Regions from separate parts of the Pan troglodytes genome. Here region 1 is linked to region 2. Evidence: chromatin contacts called from public Hi-C data. All regions are on one chromosome and are shown on one strand. Each heading gives the region's core, a stretch centred on a gene start, on an enhancer-like site or on the middle of the called end of the contact. The rest is flanking DNA. Distances are from core to core; before and after follow the strand shown. Region 1 overlaps XXYLT1 (xyloside xylosyltransferase 1). Region 2 holds the start of LOC134809509.

Evidence for each region. Hi-C and Micro-C count contacts between places; a contact is called where the count stands out from the background.
Region 1: a contact with region 2 is called in a Hi-C map of stem cell-derived neural progenitor cells, with 2.9 times the contacts expected there. The contact joins the enhancer-like site here to the promoter of LOC134809509 in region 2. A contact is called at or near these places in 4 of 7 Hi-C or Micro-C datasets (blood, induced pluripotent stem cells, a lymphoblastoid cell line and 1 more), 1 of 1 datasets of contacts at active chromatin or transcription factors (stem cell-derived excitatory neurons) and 1 of 1 other capture datasets (stem cell-derived neural stem cells).

Annotation. Positions count from the first base shown.
Region 1 is chr2:198,291,897-198,297,699 of NHGRI_mPanTro3-v2.0_pri, reverse strand. All of the region lies in intron 3 of XXYLT1 (xyloside xylosyltransferase 1), which reads left to right. Among named protein-coding and RNA genes, the nearest start is that of XXYLT1, 160 kb to the left of the region's middle. Within about 2 kb of position 1,554, at least 7 of the 24 cell types and tissues checked have an H3K27ac peak or open chromatin away from gene starts, as enhancers often do. A contact at or near this core is called in stem cell-derived neural progenitor cells, where this site is marked.
Region 2 is chr2:197,865,194-197,871,178 of NHGRI_mPanTro3-v2.0_pri, reverse strand. LOC134809509 reads left to right here and starts at 2,017. Exons shown (of 3, transcript XM_063806429.1): 1 at 2,017-2,611; 2 at 3,053-3,133. The coding sequence starts at 2,080. It overlaps FAM43A (family with sequence similarity 43 member A), which reads right to left and starts at 1,955. Exons shown (of 1, transcript XM_516959.8): 1 at 1-1,955. The coding sequence starts at 1,638. The coding sequence ends at 364.

The sequences.
Region 1 (5,803 bases), core at 305-2,804, 430 kb before region 2:
CCTCCCCCTCCTCCCCCTCCTCCCCCTCCCCCTCCTCCCCCTCCTCCCCCTCCTCCCCCTCCCCCTCCTCCCCCTCCCCCTCCTCCCCCTCCCCCTCCTCCCCCTCCCCCTCCTCCCCCTCCTCCCCCTCCTCCTCCCCCTCCTCCCCCTCCTCCTCCCCCTCCTCCTCCCCCTCCTCCTCCCCCTCCTCCCCTCCTCCTCCTCCTCCCCCTCCTCCTCCCCCTCCTGCTCCTCCTCCTCCCCCTCCTCCCCTCCTCCTCCTCCTCCCCCTCCTCCCCCTCCTCCTCCCCCTCCTGCTCCTCCTCCTCCCCCTCCTCCCCTCCTCCTCCTCCCCCTCCTCCTCCTCCCCCTCCTGCCCCTCCTCCTCCTCCCCCTCCTGCCCCTCCTCCTCCTCCCCCTCCTGCCCCTCCTCCTCCTCCCCCTCCTGCCCCTCCTCCTCCCCCTCCTCCTCTCTCCCCTCCTCCTCTCCCCTTTTTCCTCCTCCTCCTCCCCTTCCTCCTCCTTCCCCTTCCTCCTTCCTCCTTCCTCCTCCTTTTTCCTCCTCCTCCTTCTTCCTTTTTTTTTTTTTTTTTGAGACGGAGTTTCGCTCTTGTTGCCCAGGCTGGAGTGCAGTGGCATGATCTTGGCTTACTGCAAGCTCCACCTCCTGGGTTCAAGCGATTCTCCTCCCTCAGCCTCCTGAGTAGCTGGGATTACAGGCGCCCGCCACCATGCCCGGCTAATTTTTGTATTTTTAGTAGAGGCGAGGTTTCGCCATCTTGGTCAGGCTGGTCTCGAACTCCCGACCTCAGGTGATCCACCCGCCTCGGCCTCCAAAAGTGCTGGGATTCCAGGCGTGAGCCACCGCACCCGGCCACGTCTCTTCTTTTTGAAGGGCGTCTGGACTCAGCTTTTCGTCTTGCTGAAGTGAAGCTGTAAATGTGAAGCTGTAAATGAAAGTCGTTCTGGGCAAAACAAAACGAGAGCTCTCCATTCCACCAGGCAAAGGGCAGGTGCCTGTGTGTGTCTGGGATTTATTTTTATTTTCTAATCCCGTTGCCAACAGAAAAAGATTCTGTGGAGCCTCTGATTGTACTACCATCCGGGAGCCGTTTATCTGTCGTCTGTGGGATGCTTGGCCCGATGTCCAGGGCTCCAAGTGTCTACTCTCCTCCCCCGTCACCCCCACCTCTAGGGGGTGTTTTGGAGAATTTGGCCTTGGCCTGGGAGGGTAAGTGCCCAGGGTTCCTTTCTGTCTCAGGGTCTTAGGACGGAAGCCAGACAGCTTGATGGTCCTGAGGCAGGCAGAGGTGGCAGCTGAAGACAGTGGTGAAAGAAGTGTGGAAGAGGACTTGGCTCCTGACGACCTGATGGGTGGCCAGCCCCCCACCCCAGCTTCTTTGCTGGGGGCGCCCCAGGCCCCTCCCGCTCTGCGGCCCTCCCTGCCGCGGCGTGCCTGCAGTTCCGCGCCTCGCCAGCAGGGGTCTCGCCTGTGTCGCGGCCGGATCTGCACGCGGGTCTGAGAACTCAGGGCCCTCCCACCGCAGCCCAGAATCACCGAGCCCTGGAAGGTTCCAGCGAGCCCGGCGTAGACACCGCCTTGAGGCCCGGGAGAAGGCAAGGGGCAAGTCCAGTGAGACAGGGTGTGTGCGGGGCCGTGCTGGGGCCAGAACCTTTCAGGGGGTTGGGGGTGAGGGTTAGGTGGGAGTGCGGAGCAAGAGCATCTCTCCATCAAAAACACAACAAGAGCATCTCTCCATCAAAAACGACACAGCGCAGCAAGAGCGCCTCTCCGTCGAGAACACTAGTGAATGACAGAATGGCAGTGTATTGGGCTTCCACAAAGAGGTTTTATTGTTTTTTTCAGAGTGATCATAGAAAGTAACTTTATCGATTGGTAACTTTATTATTCATAACAAATTGGGCACTTTAGCATAAAGAGACCACGTTTAATTTAAAGTATTCTTTTTCCATAAGAAGCAATACCTATGGTGTTCAAGTCAATAGTTAAATGCTACGCGTCGGTGAAATGCTGCCGAAATTAATCAGAAGTAAATAATACAGGAAAGGGGAAGGCTTTAGGCTTACTAAGAAGTGATGATATGAGAGTAAGGGAAGGTGGGGAATAAGAAGTATGCCATGGAATGCTGGTGACAGCTGGAAACGTCACCAGGAAAGGAGAGAGGGAAGCGCAGGGAGGCCGGGAATAATACCATGGTTTCCTCACAGTTTCACCGACAGTGGGAAAATGACCCGGGGGGCTCTGCCACGGTGTAGATCTGGCTCAGGGATCCCTTGGCCCCCGCTGATAGTTGAAACAGGTCTCCAAATCACTGCTCGGTGGCCCCGTGAGTGGACGCGGAGGCGCAGACTTGGCTGCAGCATTCAGGGATGGACTCTGTTGTTAAACGACAATTTCCTGTTATGTCATTTTCTCCACCATCTGACACACTTTCAACACTCACATACCTTTGAACAGAAGTTTAAATAAAAGTCTGTTGACTTTGCACTTGAGTCCTGCTGTGGACTTCACGTGGCCCTTTGCCTTTGGGCGTAAGTCAGACGAGATGATGATACGGTGTGTAGATATGTCTGTTTCTCTTAAACTTTGGTGAATATCCTGGGGACAGCTGTACTCTCCAGTCACAGGATCAAAGCTTACTGCATCTTCCCGAAGAGTCAGTTTTACTCAAAGATTTAGTAGAGGGAAAATTCATCTGTTAAAACATATGCTTATATATTATAGAGTTTTAATTTTTCATAAACCATTTAGATAAGACACACTTTCACACACTTGGTTGTGTCCCAGGTCCCCTTGACATTCACCTCTTTCCTATCCATGGGGTCAGCATATTTTGTGGTTTTATCATTCGATCATTCTTGTGATAGTATTTGACCGTTATGAACTGGAGGTGTGAAACACTAGTGAGCAGTTGGTTATATGGATGAAATACAAACCAGCCAGTGGTTTCCAAATGTGGCGCAGCCACACTGCTATCCCCAGGGCACCTCAAAAGACAGGCTCTCAGGCCTTGTCCCAGGCATCCCAATACTCTTGGTCTCCAAAGCTGCGTTTTGACCATGTACCCAAAGTGATTCTGGCTTGTAGCTAGACTTGCGAATCAAAGAACCAAATGGTTTATTCTAACTGTAGACACTGGGAAAGGGACTGCAAACTGATATTCCACAGACCAGACAGAAGAGGGTTTTTGGTGTGGGGTTTTTTTTGTTTGTTTTTGTTTTTGCCTGTAGCATTTTGTTGTTGTTGTTACTTTGTATTAGTTGCCAACATTTAAAATCAAGGTATTCCGTAGCTTTCCTTTAAAACTCAGAAGTCAGGATGATACTAGGCCTGCCTTTTCTCCAGAACCCCTGGCCTCAGCTGAACAGCAGCAGCCTCTCTCAGGTGGTCGTGCCACGCTCTCTGGATCTCCCGGGTCCCCGCCTCGTCCCCACTGCCTTGCTCTCTGGGAGCTTGAGGTTGTGATCCCCTGCTCAGTGAACACATGGTCGTGTGAGCAGCTGAATCTCACATACCCTTTCCCAGCAGGCAGCATGAGTCCACTGCTGCCCCACCCCCTCCCCGCAAGGGAACTGCTCACCTGGGCACTGCTGCCTGGGAAGTGAAGTATTGTAGAAAGAAGAACTTAAGCTGAGGAATGATTGGGACTCAGAACCATCTCCTCTGCTTGGTACTTCTTGTCTTTGAACCACTTCTTCATACTTCTGTTTCTGTTCCTAGAGCCTTGTTTTCCTCTCATGGCACCTGCCCTCTCATAAAATACACACACACACACACACACACACACACGGAGCCCTCATCACCGTCATCACCGTCACAGTGGGTGTGTGCTCCCAAAGGGCCTCTGCTCATCAGTAGATTTCATGGGCCCGACCTCCCATTTTCCTTTCCCCATTGCTCCCATTCTAAACTGTGGGTCCATCTGTATGTAATGTCTAAAAAGGCGCCCAAACACCAGTTGGAAATAGTTGTTATAGGAAAATGTATTCAGAATTCCAAACAACAGACTTAAAGTGATGAACTTCTAGTGCGTCAAACCTTTCTCCCCTCGTTGGAGAGGCCACAGGGTTAGGCAGGAGCATAGGGACTCTCAGCCTGTGCTGGCCTTTCTCAGTAATCAGAAGCATATGACCCCAGCTAGTATTTTCTGAGTTATGCCAGGGACTGTCTTTTTTCCATGAGGTCAAAGGACACACTTGGAATTGGTCACCTGACAAGATTGCATTGTTTCTCTAACTTTTTTTTCCCTAGTTTCTCAGGGCCTGAATTTCATTCCTCTTGCCCAGCGACTTCCCCTTGATGGATTCTAAAGGTCTCACAGAACAGCACTTCTTCTGTCATTTATCTGAGTCTAGGTAAAGGCACAGCGATGGTGAATGTAAGGGCCTTTAAAAGGCTTCAAAAGACAAAGAACATGTTTCTATTTAAAATTAATTTCTCTCTTGTTTTACCTGCACTGATTCTTTCTAGGCTCTGAGTGTGTGTGATTTAGGCCCATGCAGCCTCTAACAAATGCAGAAGAGATGGACGCAGGCTGCCGGCGTGAGGTGATGGATGCAGGTCGCTGGTGTGGGGGTGCGTTCCTGCACTCCTGTAACAGAACCACCAGTGGCCAGCATTAACTCTACTAGGCCCAGCCTCATGGCCTGGAATTCCAGTCTGTTATCTGGAGCAAATCGGCATTTCCGTCCAGCGTTCCTAGGCTTCCTTTTATCTGCCCCCCGCAGCACTGACTGTTACTAGCGTGAGCCGCCACTTCCCCCCGTTCAGTGCAGGCTGGCAGTACGGGGTTAATTCCTTAGACATATAAAAATCTGGCAAAATCAGAAAACAGTCATTCTCACTTCACACCTGATAGAATAGCCATTGTCAAAAACACAAGAGATAGCCACTGTTGGCGAGGGTGTGGAGAAGAAGGAGCCCCAGCACGCTGCACCGTTGGTAGGAATGTAGGTTGGTACAGCCATGATGGAAAACAATATGGAAATTCCTAAAGAAATAAAACTAGAACTACTATATGACTCAGCAGTCCTTCTTCTGGGCATTGACCCAAAGGAAATGAAATCACTACCTCGTAAAGATAACTGCTCTCCCGTGCTCACGGCAACGTTATTCACAGTAGCCAAGATACGGAAAGAACCTAAATGTCTGTTGATAGATGAATAGAGAAAGAAATTGTAACATACAAGACACACACACACACACACACACACAAAACGGAATATTACTCGGCCTTTAAAAAGAAGGAGTCATACCATTTGCCCCAGCGTGGATGAAACTTGGAGGACATTATTGCTAAGTGAAATAAGCCAGACAGAGAAAAAATATGTTGCATGATCTCACTTATATGTAGAATCTTTTTAAAAAGAGGAAAAGCTGAATACACAGCGGTAGAGAATAAAATGATGGTTACCACGGCCACGGCGAGGGTGAGGGAGGAAATGGGGAGATACCAGTCAGGGGATACAGCGTAGCAGACGTGTGGGATGAACGGGTCTAGAGGGTTCATGTGTGACATGAGGGCTATCATTCATAATATCGTATTCACGAATGTTGCGAAAAGAGTTTGTTTTAGGTGCTCTTGCCACACACACAAAGATGAGTAACAATGTGAATTGATGGATATGTTAATTTGCTTGACTATTGTAACCATTTCACTACCTGTGTATTTCAAAATATCATGTTGTATATCTTATATAGAATTCAGAAGACATTCATTCTATTCTGTTGGAAAACATAGACTCAGATATACCAGACAATTTTCTTTTTCTCCCTCCCCTCCCCTCCCTTCCTCCTTCCATT
Region 2 (5,985 bases), core at 768-3,267:
TCAGGCCCCAGCTGCCCCACAAACAGGAAACTGGCCAGGCACCTACGGCCTGAGACTAGGAACTTCAGCCAACCTTCCCTCACCCGCATCCCAGAGGGGTGCCTCTCTCTCCCTCCTGGCGGGGTTTTCCCCTCTCAAATCTCCCCGCATCCCCACGCGCAACAGAGCCAAAAGTGCTGGGGCGGGAGCGGGGGCCGGGAGGTAGGGGGAAGCGGTCGGGGGAACGCTGGACCTGGGCTCCAAGTGTAGGTCTGGGCCCCAAATGCCCCATTTCCCCCTTCCTGGGGGCGGGCAAGGGACAGGGAGGTTGTCGGGACCACGGATGGGTAGCCACGGTGGAGCGCCGGCGACGCGCGGAGGAGCTCAGCCCGAGTGGGGCTCGTCTGCACTGGCGCCGTCGGCCTGGCCGGACGAGTCCCCGGCGGTGGCGGAGGTGGCGTCAGGGCCCCCGCCCTCGATGGAGCTCTCGCTGCCCGTGCTGTCGCCCGACAGCAGGCGCGTCACCCGCAAGTCGGCCTGCAGGGTGCGCACGTCGTTGCCGAAGCTGAGCTCGCCCAGGTCGCTAATAAGTTGCGACAGCTCAGCCTTCATGTCGGAGGCGCTGCCCAGCAGCAGAGGCGGAGGCCCGGCCCCCGGGCCCAGGGAGCCCCCGCCGCCTCCTAGCGCCTCCCCACGGCCATTCTCCAGAGTATCCAACAAGTCCCCGCACTCAAAGTGCATGGCGACCACTAGCGCACGCTGCGCCTCGGCGGCCTCCTCCTCTGCTGGATCTCCCTCTGCCGCACGGTTCTCCTCCTCCTCCGGGCAGCCCTCGGGTTGCTCCTCTTCCTCTTCCTCCTGCAGCTCCTGCTCCTGCTGTTCGCCGAGCAGGTCCTCGGTGATGGAGCCGAGCTTGGGCGCGCTGCGGCTGCGCTCCACCGGCGGTTTATAGCAGCAGGGTCCGTGTAGGAGCAGCTTGCGCAGCGGCACTAGCGGGATGGTGTGTGCGCCCACCAGCTCCTGCTGCTGGTGACGCGCGTCGTCCCGCCGCTTGAGGCGTTTAAATTCCGCCAGCGCGTTGGCCGACGTCTGGTAGAGCAGCAGGGCCATGGCCTGCGCCTTTTCGGGCTTGGACACCAGCACGGCGTGGCAGCGCAGCATCACGGCCTTGTGCTTCAGCTCGTGCCGGTACACCCAGGCGAAGACCTTGGGCAGCCGCGCGTCGGCCACGCAGTAGGTGACGCGGTGCAGCAGGTAGAGGTGGCCCGGGCGGCGCAGCGCGCGCTCCTCGGCGTGCACCATGCGGATACCCTGCGCACTCACCGTCAGCTTCATCTTGGTGCCCTGACGGCCCGCCTCGCTCTTGCTCCAGATCTTGCCCACAGCAAGGTCGGTGCAGCCGTCGCCGCGCGCCTGGATGGTGGTGGCATTGCCCAGGTAGAGCACGGTGTAAGTTGGGTCCTCGCTAGTGATGTGCAGCTTCTTGCGCTTGGAGCGGAACATGCTGCCCACCCGGCTAAGCGCGCCTTCGGGGCACGCCCGCGCCAGCGAGCTCAGCGCCGAGTAGTGCAGGCTCACAGCGTAGCCCTTGGGCTTGGACGCCTGCCGCGGCGGCGCCTCGGCCAGCAGCTCGAACTTGTGCTTCTTCCACGGCAGCATCTCCGGAGGGCGCCCCGGCGCAGCTGGGCGGCGGCGGCGGCGGAGCGCCGGGTGCGAGGCCCGCTGAGCCACCGGCCCCTGCCGGGCTCGGCCCGGGCAAGATCGAAAAATAAAACTACTGGCAGCGGCCCAGTGGTAGGGAGTTGGGGGGAGGGGAGCAGAGAGAGTGCTTAGGAACCCCGCAGGGGGTGGGGGTAAATTTTCTAAAAAAGAAAATATTCAGCTTCGAGTGTGCAAAAAAGGTTGGTGCGGGGGAGACACGCGCGCACACAGAATTACCCCAGCCTGGGCAAGGGCGAGAGCAAAGAGTCTCAGGCAAGCAACAAAATGCAAGGGAGAGAGAACGAGCGTGGAGTGGAAAATGTCAGGAAAAAAGCTAGAAGCGCGCGTGCAAATAAATAAAGAGAGCCCCAGCAACAGCACCCGGGATGGTGCGAGAATATGCAGGAACTCCTCGGCGAACGTGAGGTGGGTCCCCTAACACACACAACCCTCAGGACTGGGGCCAAAACCCGCGGAAACTCCACAGCGAGTGTGCCCAGGGGCCGGTGCTCCCCACCTCCGAGGGGTGCTGGAGACGGAAAGCCCCTCGGCTGGGCTGGTCTCAAGAGTCAGCAGCTCGCCCAAAGTGCGGTCGGATGCTGGGTCCGGCTGGCCGCGGCGGGCCCCGCGCAGCAGTCCCGCGGGGACTCACTGCATCTTCGCTCCGCCGGACGCCGGGGACTCGCGCTCGGCCCGCTCAGTGTCCGGGCTGGCCTGGCCGAGACAGCGCTGGGCTCCGAGGACAGGGGACGGGCATGGCCGGGTCCGGGAACCGCCGCTACCTCATTTCTTCCCTCCGAGGCGGTGTCCAGCTCCGCTCCCGGGCTCTCCACGGTCTGCTGCCCGCCTTTGCAGCGCGCCCTCTCCGGTGCTGCGAGCGGCGTCCGGCTCGCCTGCCTCACATCCTTGCCGTCCGGGAAGAAGATCTCGGGTAAATATAGGCCGGCGCGAACCATTCGCCGCGCGGGGACAGGGGAGAAGCAGAGAAGAGGATCTGTTTTGGGCTCCGACTCCGGGCGGATTCCTGGTTTCTTAAAGGGACCGCGTGACAGCCATTGGTCGAGGGAGCGGGGAGACCGGTCCAATCCGCCAATTACATCCCAAATTTACCAGCATCTCTTTTGTCTATGGAAATCACTGGGACCTGGGGTTACCCCGCAGCAAAAAGACTTGAATCCTGACACTCCACCCCCCAGGCTGAATTGCCACTCACTGAATACATGTATGTCTAGATCGAAACTTCTGAGGTAGGTGGCAGAAGATGAGATTACAGATTATAATTTCCTGTACAAAAAGTTTGGGAAAATAGTGGTTTCTTCCTTGTGTGACGGCTTTCTGAGAATGACTGGGTGCTGTTTAATATTATTTTCAGAATTGTATTCCATTAAAGAAAAGAGAGATGCACAGAAAACACCAAGGCTTATCTCTCACTATCTTGAGCTCGTATTCACAGGTAAGCAGCAGACAGTGTAAAGTGAGGTGAGTGGTAACATGATTGGGGTGACTACTGTAGAATACCGTCAATGAATAAGGCGCTTCCCCGTCCGAACCCCAGCAAGACCCCCTCCTGCTGTCAGGCCTCAGGGTAGAGCAGTTTTCTGAGATACACACAATTTCTAATGCTCGTGTGTAGTTAGGACTTAGTTTACTTTGGCAAGCCGGTCATGCGGTTTCATTCTATCATTGACATATTTTGGATGAGAATTCCTAGTAAAAATTCAAATGACGTTTTTTATTTAAGTGACAAATAATGCCAGGCCACCCTCCAATGGGAGTGATAATTGCATCAGTATTGCTTTTATCATGTGCCAACTGGACAGTGTAGTTGTCTTCTGACCGGCTTGACCCTTAGCCAGTAACTCATTTCTGGGCCCTTGAAACAGCCTGCTTGCCTCTATGGTATGGTCAGTCAAAGCAAAAAGACGTATGGCTGGAGTGGGATCAATGTCCGAATGATCCTGCATCAAACTCCCAGCCTGGTCCTGGAGGAGGACAGTGATCCCTTCCCACCATCCCAGTCCCCTGGGGATCTTTGATGTCTCTGGCTTCCACGCCAGGTCTTCATGCCAGACTCACTGCAACCATGCCTGGAAATTCCCTTGGGATATTCCAACAAAATAAAACTGACCCCTGCCCACCCTCTACCTTTGCCAACTTTTAACCTTCCTTTGAAATCTAACTCAATTTTCTCAGAGTCGTTGATGCTGAGTTTCCATTTAAGTTACTTTTCTGACTACCTTTTGGTGCCAGGCCCTGAGCTAGGAGCAGACGGGATTCCTGCCTCCTAGTCCAATGAAGGTTGTAAACTCTACCCAACTCTGGGTTTCCACTGGACTGTGGGTTCTCTGCAACTACCCTGTATCCCCAATATGGTACAAATAGGCACTCAGTAACTAGAATTAATGAGCAAGATATGCATGTGGACGAGAAGACAGAGTGGGCTAAATGCTGTGAGAAAGACTCAAAGCACTATGAGAAGCTGGAGGAAGAAAGCATTCACTGTGACTAGGAAAATCAGAAAAGGCTTCATGGAGGTGGTGACCTTTGAAAGATGAACAGAATTTATCCAAATAGGAAAAGACTGAAGGGCTTTATGGGTATAGAGGGTAGCAAAATTACAGAAGCATGAAAATGCATGCATAAGGCCAGGCGCGGTGGCTCACGCCTGTAATCCCAGCATTTTGGGAGGCTGAGGCGGGTGGATCACTTGAGGTCAGGAGTTCAAGACCAGCCTGGCCAACATGGCAAACCTCTATCTCTACTAAAAATACAAAAATTAGCCGGGCATGGTGGTGCACGCCTGTAATTCCAGCTACTTGGGAAGTTGAGGCAGGAGAATCCCTTGAACCCGGGAGGCGGAGGTTGCAGTAAGCCGAGATCGCGCCACTGCAGTCCAGCCTGGATGACACAGTGAGACCGTCTCAAAGAAAAAAAAAAAAAGATAGAAAGAAAGAAAATGCATACACATGTAGTAATTAAGATGGAGCTTGTAACAATCAAAGAAGAAAGCTTCCTGATTGTGTTTTTTGGCTCTCTTACACTCCAAGGGAAGGAACGGCCTCTTCATGGCTAACTGGCCTCACAGGGTCCTTCAACCAGAGCTATAATGCCTTACTCCTCAGCTGCACTGATGGGTTAATGGAGGGATACCAGACATGCTGCTGGAATGAGGTAGTTAGTACTATAATAAGCCATTTAAGCCAACATTAATTCCTTAAATTTCTGGGCTGTCTTGTAGTGGCAATGAAGGAGACAGCACACGCTCTAAAGAACAAAAACTCTGGTAAAAACACATCAAATGAGGCTGTGTTCAGTGACCTTTAGTAGGTCCATAATCTTGAACTCCACAAAAGCAGACATCATGTTTAAGCAGTGATCATTTCCAAATTGCTCAAAGTTCCAAGGCTCAAGAGGGTTTGGGGAAGAGGAAGAGGGAGTAGTAGCAGGAGCTAAGGCTGGTCTCAGCCTCAGCGAGAGGCACCACTTTGCACTTCATGCAGTGGCATGGACCCCAGTGGCCCACAGAGGCAGGGAGGAGTCTACTGGTGGGCCGGGCTGTTCAGCAGCAGCCGGAGTGCCAGTCCCAGCGGCACAGGCCCACAGAGCTGCTCCTGTTGACGAGGCTATGTCACACCTTGACCGCCTTCCTAATAAGCTTGTTTTCAACCTTGGGAGAACAGAAAGGTTCTAGGCCAGTGTGAACACCCTGGTGTGAGTCATGCCCTGGAGGAGAACCCGCGGTCCCCTTGTGGCCTGGACCTGCGCCAGCCTCTAGGGCCCGCCTCACCTTATGGAGAAGCTGGCCACCCCACCTGAAGCACACATCACAATTAAGGCTGCGTTTCTTCAGCTGGGAGAGCTGGCAGCACCATGTAGGAGTCCACATCACAGATCTGAGACACGGCAACTCCAGAACAGACCGTCAGCAAAGTGGAGCTGGGAAACAGGTTAGAAACTGCAGTGTACTTTTTTAATGACACTGCCCCATCTACTGGTAGCAGGCAGACATGCTGCTCGGTGGATGGTTTCTCGTCAAACCGGATAAGCTAGTGGTTGAAACTACACACAACCGGGTCGCAGTTGGAAGGAAATGCTGCCATCAGGAGTCCCAGCCCTAAACTTGACATCCAGGAGTAAGCCTTCCATCTCACAGAGGATTTGGACCAGCTTCCTCCCACCTTACGTCTTACATAATGCTCCTACCTCTCGCCCCTCCTCCAACATCCCACTCAGTGGACATTGACTTCAGAGATGACACATGACGAATCTGGAATCTTCAATGTCATCTAGTAAATACTTGTGGAG